Regions from separate parts of the Gossypium hirsutum genome. Here all the other regions are linked to region 2. Evidence: chromatin contacts called from public Hi-C data. All regions are on one chromosome and are shown on one strand. Each heading gives the region's core, a stretch centred on a gene start, on an enhancer-like site or on the middle of the called end of the contact. The rest is flanking DNA. Distances are from core to core; before and after follow the strand shown.

Region 1 (3,528 bases), core at 388-2,887, 180 kb before region 2:
TTATAATTTATAAATGCATTAAATTGAATTTCTTAAAATAAATATATATATAAAAAAGAATAAAGTAAAAAGAAAACCCAATGTACACATAAATTCAATTCTCAAACCTCAAAACAAAAGAAGAAAAGCCCAATGAACCACCAACTATTATACTTGACTTTCAGACCGTAGCCTGTCCGAAGATTGTTCACCTACGTTCTCCTCCCCTCCGATGAACAAACGATCAAACGGCGATTTAGTGGATTTATATAAACCCTTCGGCGGAGTAGCCGACCCCTCATCGCCACCACAAACCGCCGGTTTCGGTGATTTAACCGATCCGATCCTAGAAAAAAACGGCGGAGTCATAGTGAACCCCCACCGATCCGGCCTGTCGAACCTCTCGTAGTTATAATAATTCCTCCCTAAACTCCTACTCCTATAACCCCTCTTCGAACTCCTCGCTCTGGGGAACGCCACGCAACTTTTAGTACGGCTCAAACTCGAGTTCATCAATTGGGTCCGTACATCCTCTGGCAACCTTAGCGTAAACCGCTCACAATTCTCGCCCGGCTGCACCAACGAGTGACCCGTCGAGTGAGACCGGGGAAACAACCGGGTCAACATCCACCCCGTCGACAGTGACCTTTGCTGCCTGTTCTGATTATTTGCCGTGTTTGAGTTTATCAAATTCACCTCCGGCGATTCTATGTCCCTTGCCCTATTAACCACATCAAGATGACCGGTTTCATCGCTTGTGTTATTGTTTTCGGTCTCGGAGTCCGAATCGTTTATTTGGGCGGTGGCGCAGGTGGTCGTGTCGCCGGGCATTGGAGCCAAATTGGCACGGCAAACGGGGCACGTGGAATGAGAAGAGAGCCAAGCATCGATGCAATCGGGATGAAACACGTGGTTACATATAGGAATCATACGCAGCGTTTCGTCGTCTTCAAACTCGTTTAAGCAAACGGCGCACTCAAGCGTGTCTTTTCCGATCTTCAGTCCTTTGACAGTCGAGTAAAGAAACGTCGGGAATGATTCGATCACCGACGAATCCAGACCACGAATCGACCTCCTTGACCGCCGCCCAAAATTCATGGCGGCGTCCCAGTTCCCGCCTCGCGTCCTCCTTTCGGTGCACTGCCTGACGTAAACCGAAAAAAATCCCATGACGAAGAACGCCGTCACCAAAACCACCATGACGATCGCCATCGATGGATTGAATTGGTTTCCAGCCGGTCCCGAGGAGTTGGGATAGGACGGTGGTGGCGGCGGACCTGCGGGCGTTTGGCTTTGCGCTGTTGACAAGGAGAAGGAGAGGGCGAAACAGAGAAAGAAAAGAAGTGATTTGTCGTTGCCATTGCCATGGTTGAGCCTGAAAAGTGGAAGAAATAAAAGGCTATGATCTTTTCGATTCATCTGGTATTGAATTGATGTAGACAGCAGCAGTTGGAGCGTTGATTTTGTTGCTGCTCATGAGTTTTATGAAACAGTAGTGAGATTTAGCTGTGACTGATTTTTAATGATTTTCGTGTTGCTCAAAAGCAAAGCAAAGTTTTTAGGCAGAAAAAGAAAAAGTTTAGCACTAACACACAAAGGCTAAGAAAAGAGAGCAAAAAACAAAGGAAAAAATACGGTATGTTGTTATGTGGCAGGGGTATAAAACGGAGAAGAAACTTGTTTGTGCACGCGCAATGGAATGCGCGTCTGATTCAAAGTAAACGATTACGTATTCCATGAGAGAGGGGTTTGAGTTTTGATTTTAACTATGTTTTTAAAATATTGGATAGAAATAAAAGAAAATTATCAAGTAATTTCATTTATTAAAAAAAATGAAGACATAAAAATTTATATAAAACAAAAGAATATTAAAAAAAGGTTTACATATGAGTATTATAAGGTGCAATTTTAAGAAGGTGTAAGAGGGAATAAAATGTGAGTTTTAAGCCAAGGAAAGGGGTGGTTCCTCTGTGGTGGTTAGATAATTTTGTTTATTTGTGCGATTGTATCTAGAAGTCACCAATAAACATATTTTATTGTATAAATAATAAAATATTTTTATATTATATGAATAATAAAATGGGTGCCTAGGTTTGATCATGAAATTTAATGTACTACATTTCAACACTCCATTAAAAAAGAAATCACTCTTAATTTGAGTTGTTTGACTGTTAACAGGGATTGATAATTCATTGAAGTCGTTTTCGTAGCATCACTTGGATGGAAGATATAATTTAAGAGAGTTAACGTGAGTACCAAGTTACCTCTTCAATTCTAACAACTATTACTGTAAATAATCATAAAACTAGTCTCTTTGTAACTTTCTCCCCTTGCAAACAGAGAAATTGCCTCTATGGAATTCATTTTTCCAGAATTTACAAATTCAAACTATTTAATTAAAATGGATATGATATGGTATATAATTTATGAGTTGACTAGATTTTTTCCATAGACAATAAAGTGCAAGCCTCCAGTCACTTTCGTTCACTTATCTCTTTATGCTTTTACTCGAATTCCAACTTATCCGATTCAACAAAACATTTTAATGTCTAAAGCGAATAAGCTGAAATTTTAAGGCACTAAAGAAATAATGATTACAAAAGAAAGCCAATTAATTATTCATCTTGATTTAATATAATTTCTCAGGTGTTACTGTTTACTAACAGAGTTTTTATTTGATTAAAAAGAAAATTGTCTGCTCCTACAATTAATGAAGACATTGATTATTACTATTTCCATTGTTGATGAGCATTGTCTTTTTTATTGCTTAAAAATAAGATAAAGGATGGTGAAAGATGTCCGCCCCTACTCAGGCTACATCACTAGATTTATCGGCACACACAAGGCCGGCAATAATATCTACTCCTTTTTTTCTACAATAATACTAAAAATATTATTTACATGAATAATATGGATTTAGTTTTACGAAAATAATATGAGAAATAAATCATCATCACGCTATAGCAATTTTCCATATTTATTGCTATATAAATTTTCATGTTTAAATTTTAATTTAAGGTAATGTATTTTTATGTTAGATAATTTATTGTTTTTATTAAATGATATGTTTATTGTTATTTAAGTTTTTTAGTTATAGAAATTTTAGGTTAAGGTTTATTGTTATTATGTTAAATAAATAATTATTTTATAGAAAATGCTAAATAAATTAATTTTTGAATGCATGAACGTTGCCAATTCAGGTATGTCTTGGCGTGCACAATTTCCTCAGAGTTGACTGCTGCTTTGACCAAACGGTGGTGACTAGAGACGCATACTTTTCGCCTACCATTAGGGTAGTGTACTATCAACCTCCAAGATGTTTATTTCATTCTCAGGTTACCCATTGATGGATTGACCATAGCAAGGGATACTGGACCGCCCTTGACTAATGTGTGCAACGATTACCTTGGAGTAGTTCCTCCGGACGACAAGATCTCAGGGTTGTTCATCTTACATACATGGTTGGAGCAGTTCCCTAAAGGTTGTGGCTAATATAGACGTGTAACATGCCGCCTAAGCATTAATATTGAGGCTCATTAGAACCATATT
Region 2 (3,590 bases), core at 124-2,623:
TATTAATTGCAATAGTAATTGAATAAATTAATAATGTTAACCATATATGTTATGCCAATCAACTTCAATTTTTCAAATAAGACATATTTTTAAAATTGTCTTCAAAAAAAAAGTTATTTCATCTTAATGGTAATTTTATTTTAATAAATTTAGAATTTGTAAATTTATTATAAAGGAATAATGTTTTATATTTAAAATATAAATTTATACATAAAAAATTAATATATATAAATATATAATTATGCTTCGATGGTCTAATTAATAAGATGATTATTTTTTAATTCAATAAGCTATTTAATAGTACCCAAATAATAAATAAATAAATCTTTTTATATAATTCAAATCCAAATGATAATTAAAAAAACATAATTAATGTAATTCAATTATGTTTGAACAATTAGATTCTTGACTTTAACATATCTCCATTTTGTTTAAAAAAAACACTCCATTTTTGTATTTGTAAATTAAAAATTATGTAAGATTTTTCCTCTAAATCAACAAAAAGAAAAAAGTAAAAATCCAATTATAATTTACAAGATGTATCAGAATATCAGCTAAAGGAGGACAAAAGAATGCTTTACACTACATCAAACAACAAACATTATTTTTTTTAAAAAAAATCAAAATAAAAAACAACTTTATTGGGTTTGAACCATTTTAATCTTTAATGGGTTTGAGCAGTTGGGCCAAATTTTAAAATGGAAAGGAAGTCCAACATTTGGGCCTAATTTTAAAAAAAATCCAAAACATGGATCAAACTGGTTGAAGCTTCTTTTGGTTTTTTTATTATTGATTGAATTGATACGAGAATTTTGTTAAAGTAGGCCTAAATCGGAAAACCCATCTATTGAAACTAGTTGGGCTTAGAATATAAAAATGGTGTCAATTTGGTGGGAAATGACTAATTTATAATTATCTCGGGAGTTTTTCACAAGCGGATTGAAGATACAACGAGTGTCTTATAAGTGAAAAAAATTAAATATATAAATAAATGTTAAAAAAAATTGATTGTATAAAAAATCATGTAAAATTGTAAAACCATTTTAGTTCTACACTCGTATCTGAATTTTATTTGTGTATATTGTTTTTAAGAAAAATAAAAAATTCATCCCCGACCGGATCTACAATACAAGTTGATAGGTTGATGATAACTTGTAGTGCATTTAGATATGATATTTGACAAATTCCAATAAATTAAAAGACGTTATTCCTTGAAGAAAATCAAACAAACGAACTAGAAATAGCAGTTAGGAGGAAACTTGTAAGGAAATTCAACATATGGCCTTAACCAGGACTAGGGTTCATTGACTTTAATCAAATTTATAATATTTACCTTTCTTCCTAACCCACCTAAAACATACTTTGGATCGTTTCTAGCTGCCATTCCTACGCGCTATAATTTATTCAACAAAACCCTCTCTGAATTTTTCTCATTTTCACATACCTTTACTTCATTTCATTCCCAGACATTTATGGCGACTACTTCAGCATCCATCTTTCCATGCAAACTTCAAATGCCATATTCCTGCAAACTCCAGCCTCCCATTATACGTTTTAGCCATTTCTTGGTGATATCAAATTCAATACACAAGGCCAAAAATCATCAGATTCTACGGAACCACAATCTGCAACCGCCGGGCATCGGTCTTAGGTTGCTAAATACAGACAGGGTCAACAACCTGGTTCCTGGTTAGTCTTATCTACCTTTTTTTTTTCTTTTCTTTTTACAAATAAACAAGGAAAGAAATGATGTATTTGAGAGTGAGTTTTTGAGCAGGAAACTATGGGTTGTGGGACTTGTGATGAGTATAATCCTACCCTTTTGGAGGAGCAAATGGGGGCCATTGTTAAAACTGAAAGGTATGGATCATAAGTTATTCAAATTGCATTTCCATATCTCATCAACATATTTTGAGGTTAAGTAGTATATATGTACAGACGAAGTTGAAACAATAATAGATAAAGCAGAAGAGGTGACGGATATTGTGGAAAAAGTGGCGGGACAAGTGGAGGAAGTGGCGGATGATATCGGAAATCATCTGCCGGAAGGCAGACTTAAAAATGCCCTTCAATTTCTTGAAGATATGGCTCAAAATACAGCTGACGGTGCACGCTTAGCTGGGGATCTCATTGACAAGGTATTTTGCTTTCATTGCTATTTACCTAATCCCTTTTTCTTTTCAGCATTTTTAATATTTTATCACTGGCATAAATTCTAGATAATACATCCAAAAAGAAAAAAAAAATTATCACTAGAGATACCTTTTATTTTAGGCACTTAAAAAAAAATATTTACCAAATGGATACTCACCTTATGAAATTTGTTTATTTTATTAAAATTGCAAACATGGCATTGATTATTTTGCATTAAAATACCCCTTTTTTAACCAAAGTCTTCTGTTGCAAATTTAAACTAGTAAAATACCCCTAAAGCCTTCAACACAGATATTTAGTTGGGATTTTCATCCTAAGCTCACCAATCTTGAAAATGTGGTGTAAAAATTACCATTTGTTTTCCCTTCTTGATTTGTTGCAACAGATAAAAAGAAGCTTTAACATTCAAGATGTTCCCAAAATGTTAGGGTTTAGGGTCTTTTTTTTAGTGATTAAAATGAAAATAAATCACTTGAATGCAAAATAATAAAACGGATATTAATATCCAAGGTGGAAAAAAAATTAGTTGAAATGCGAATTTACTATTTTAACCAAAGTGATCAAAATAAATAAATTTTGTAATGTGAGTGCCCGCCATTTTGAATTTTTTTTTCTTTTGAATGTCTAAAATGAAAATTTTTAAAAGTTAGGTGACTATCTATGTAGTTTACCGTTAAAAATAATATTTATAGGAGACCGATTGAATTTTAGTTCAGTTTTCAACTCGAGGATTGTGAGGTTTATGGATAGTTTAAGGATTGGTAAAGTATTATATTATTAGTTTCAATGACTTGAGGGAAAACCCTAGTAACAAAGGAAAAAAAGGTGAATGTATCTAGAAATCTCTTAATTATAGAGACCTAATCAAATTAGTCTCTCTATTATTAAATGAATTAATTTAATTCATACCATTAAAAAGAACTAAATAAGGTCAAATTGGAATAAAATTAATATTTAATGTTTAAAAAAGTTAGTAATTTTAAAGTTTTTATAGTTCTATAAATTAAATCTTTTGTTTGGGATTGAATTGCAATTGAAGAAAAAAATTCAAGACATTTTTTATACAGTAAATGTTAATTTTGTTACAATTTGGACTTGTTTGATTCTTTGTGATAGTATAGGGACTAAATTGATCCACTTAATAATAGAAGGACTAATTTGATTCAATCTCTATAATACAGGGACCTCCAAGTACTTCAATAAAAAAAATATAAACATAATGAAAAATTTAGCCCCTAGTTGCCCATTTTGTCACTTTGATCATATTCTTTTTTGGCCACTTTAACTCTCTACCTTCAAAATTTAATCAAATTACTTATTTTTTAGACGAAAAAATTGACTAAACTATTAAAATTTTAACAACGTTGATGTTGTAACTCATGTGTAACTTTCTAAAAAGTTAGATGAATTTTATGAAAATTTTAATAATTTTATGT
Region 3 (3,820 bases), core at 263-2,762, 220 kb before region 2:
GGAAAATAAATTCATAATTCATGTCCTTTTAGTGATATATGGAACTGCCTGGGAATGTAAAATCTAAAAAAAAACTCAGCACCAACATCAGTCTACACTCAACCCTAACCAATTAGACACAGATGCAATGACTTGACCAACTGAAACGCATAATATAAGCTCTTATACCTTATAGTAGCTCCATTGAGTCTGAGCACCAACTTGGTAAGACAGAGGATTGTCGCTACAAAAAGCAAGCTTTTGACTTGACAAATATAAAACTCCCATAACAGGACCAGCCGAGGTGGACAAGTAACATGCATAAGTCTTCAGAAGCTGTTCCTCAGGAGCAGTCTCAAATGTTGTTCGAAAAATCTTGTCATAACCACCTTCTGCAAGAACTTTGGTACCCTGAGCAATTCTTCCTACAGCAGCATCAGCAAAACTTGGCCCAGTTTTCACTGTTGCAACAAAAAAAAAACCCCATAAACTTACTAATCATGAATACTTCATATAATATAATCCAATCAATTGATATCGTGTATTGAGAATACCCTAATGCTATACATTTGAAATTTATAAACTATTAAATAGATATTCAACAAATCCATAATTTTGAAAACTAATCTGATATTTACATATATTTATCCATGATTTACACTATTTTTGAAATCCAACTTCAAACACTACCTAAAATTCATATTAAAAATTCAAGAGTCACTGAGTCTATCGTGCAGGGGAACCAAGGGTGGTCAATAAAGAGAAATAATTACAATGTTGCCACATGTTCCCAGCTATCTCTTTTGCCTTCTTAGTATCCTCCGCCGCTTTCTTTCCCAATTTCCCTAACACCTCTTTCACTGCTCCCATCTTATCTGCTAAACGAAAGGGCTTAAATATGAATGGTATTCAAATAAAAAGAATAAATTTAGTAGAAGATGAAGCAAGTGGGTTACTCTTGACGGAAGATGATCGAACCGGAGCAGGAGAAACGTAAGGATTCGACTCATCCGGCATGGTGGTAGCAGCGCTGCCAGAGAACGTCGCCGGCCCTTGATTAGGCTGCGACTGGGAACCCATGGAAACGTTAGTCCAATTCTCCGGTGGAGGAGCGACGTCCTTGGGGTCTAATTTCGGGTACGGAGCGTAATCGGAAGAGAGGGGCGGCACTCGGTTTGAGTCTGAGGATGTTGTGGACTGTTTGGCTTCGGAGATGTTATTAGGATCGGACGCTGGCTGGCTCATGATTTATATATATGGGTGTTGGGATCAGAAGAAACAGAAATGGAAAATATTTTAAGGGGTCAAATCGTGAAGGAATATTGTAGGATTGATTCGTCGTGGGATTGAATTTGGTTACGTTAAGTTTTGGTTTGAAGTTTGAATTTGAAATTGGAAGGAGCAGCCGGCAATTGGCAGATGGCCACACGACAGGACAAGCGACATAATAATATCCGGTAACGGCCGACTCGGTAGGCCTTATACCTCCTAGATTTTCGCTTCGCCTTTCAACTTGAGCCCAAACATTGTACTAAGCCCGTTTATAACTAAGATTCTTGGGGATTTGTCGGATTAAGTTGTATGGTAATAAATCTATATTCTTGTACTATTTTATTACCTCACATCTATTCTATTATTTAAAAAAAATTTTAAAATTCACAGATTTAAACTTGCATTATTTATATTAATAAAACATTAAACTTGCCACTAAATTAAATCTTTATTTTATTATGATATTCACATTTTTTACTATATTATATATTTTTTATATATTGATGATATTATTGATTAAGTTGGTGTTACAAGTTAACTTCACATTGACTAAAGATTGATGATAACATCATAATAAATAATTGCAATACATTTGATATTCTTAATATAAAATATTTGTGTTTAAATTTTATTTTACTCACAAATTAATCTATTTTTTTCATTTTAATATCGTTCATATTTCATATGTTATTATTAATTAGTTTCAAATCATATATTTTATTATTTATTATATATTATTTTTAAAACTAATATTCATATTTTAAATATATAATTTCCTTAAATATTCGTATGTAATAGAATGCTTAATAAATATAAAAACACATTAAATAGCACTATGATATCATAAAAATATGGTTGCATAATTTTTTGAATCTATATGCAACTTTGTAAAAGAATAAAGAAAGAAATTAGAATAAGAATTCAACGCCCTATAGATTATATAATTATTAACCTAAGTGTCGAAACTATTTTTATTTTTGGGAAAAAAAACAAAAATTAGTTGTCGACGAAAATTGGAGTCACCGCCAATCTTTTATTAAGGTGTGATTGGATCACCTAAAAATGACTTTGGTCTACGAGTTTTTAGAAAAAAATGGGTTCGGGAGTCAGTTACGTACGATGAAGGATTAGCACCCCCGTAACGCCCAAAAATTGGTACCAAGTTGATTAATAAATGTCTTAATGTCGAGAGTTGAAAAATACGATCCTTAATTAAATTAAGTTACTTATTAAAACTCTCTCGTTTTGAAAAAGAAAATGTCACACCCAATGCGTTAGGGTACGATATTTTTTTTTCAAGATGAGTTTGTCCAAAAGATTTGTGTGATAAAATTTAAAAGAATATTCAAGTGTTTAAGATTTATGACGAAAGCGCAGCCCAATACGTTAGGGCACAATTTCTCAACATCCCAAACATTAAATATTTCCTTTATTAATATATATATTTTAAAAAATCTTTGTCTCGAGAAATCAATACGTCACATTCAATGCGTTAGGACACAACATATTAAATTCCCAACAACAAGCTTTTTCATTTTTATTTTGATCAAAGAGCAATTCTCGATTATTAGATTTAACGAAGAAAATCGGAACCCAATACGTCAGGGCTCAATTTTTTTGAAAATCCTAAATATGAGCATTATTTTTATTTTGGAAAGTTTTGAATAAAATGATTTTGATGCTTGAATGATATCGAACATAGCCTTTTAAGCGAATAGAATGCGATAGATGATAATATACAACATGGAGCGATAATTCGTAAATAAAACATACACTAATGAATGATAAACAATAAATGAATTCGAAAGAAAATACATAAACCTATTTAAGAGAGAATTTAAAGGTAATAGCTGAAATAATATGAAATCAATAATATATAGAATAAAAATAATTTATTACAAATTATATATGTATATATAAAATAGTATTGTATAAAAACATTTTCATATAAATCTTTAAGATATATAAATATGTAAAGTGAATTTCTAAAATATATTACAAAATAGGAATATCAAAGAATATATACAAATCATGTTGAAATTACCTAAAATATAAAAAAGTGTGATAAATCGAAATAATAGCAATATATATTGAATTCAAAATAATGATACATTATAATTTTTTAAAAAAGAGTAATATATACATATAATTCAATAAACTTATAGCCATAATACATATAAAACGTAAAATAAAATGGAAAATACTAAGCTTAATCATTAAAATAGTATTAGATTCAAAATTAAATATATTTTTAAAAAAATAGTGGAGTAAGAAATCAAGCACATTGAATTAATAAGGATTTAAATTGAACTCGAAATAGAATTAAAGGAAAAAAAATGAAGGGCCCAATTAAAAGGCGCGAATAACTCATAGGGCTCGAATGGAAAAATGTCCCCATCCTTTGAAACGCATCACTTTATTTGGGCTAAATAAATAAATAAATAAAATTCGCAGTGGTATCACCTTCTCCTTTTTTTAAAATCGTAAATAAATAAATAATAATCGAAAAAAGAAAAGAAAAGAGTAAGCCACCTTTAAAAAACTGCCAATCGTTCTCCCTTTTTTATTG

Evidence for each region. Hi-C and Micro-C count contacts between places; a contact is called where the count stands out from the background.
Region 1: a Hi-C map of hypocotyl shows a contact between it and region 2, with 1.9 times the contacts expected there. The contact joins the promoter of LOC107910242 here to the promoter of LOC107908329 in region 2. A contact is called at or near these places in 6 of 34 Hi-C or Micro-C datasets (callus, hypocotyl and leaf).
Region 3: a Hi-C map of hypocotyl shows a contact between it and region 2, with 4 times the contacts expected there. The contact joins the promoter of LOC107910243 here to the promoter of LOC107908329 in region 2. A contact is called at or near these places in 4 of 34 Hi-C or Micro-C datasets (hypocotyl and leaf).

What each region holds. Positions count from the first base shown.
Region 1 is chrD02:14,894,293-14,897,820 of Gossypium_hirsutum_v2.1, reverse strand. It overlaps LOC107910242 (RING-H2 finger protein ATL11), which reads right to left and starts at 1,637. Exons shown (of 1, transcript XM_016838029.2): 1 at 29-1,637. The coding sequence starts at 1,398. The coding sequence ends at 148.
Region 2 is chrD02:14,709,813-14,713,402 of Gossypium_hirsutum_v2.1, reverse strand. It overlaps LOC107908329, which reads left to right and starts at 1,373. Exons shown (of 4, transcript XM_016835525.2): 1 at 1,373-1,689; 2 at 1,778-1,860; 3 at 1,939-2,138. The coding sequence starts at 1,803.
Region 3 is chrD02:14,925,284-14,929,103 of Gossypium_hirsutum_v2.1, reverse strand. It overlaps LOC107910243 (GEM-like protein 1), which reads right to left and starts at 1,512. Exons shown (of 4, transcript XM_016838030.2): 1 at 936-1,512; 2 at 753-854; 3 at 169-440. The coding sequence starts at 1,224.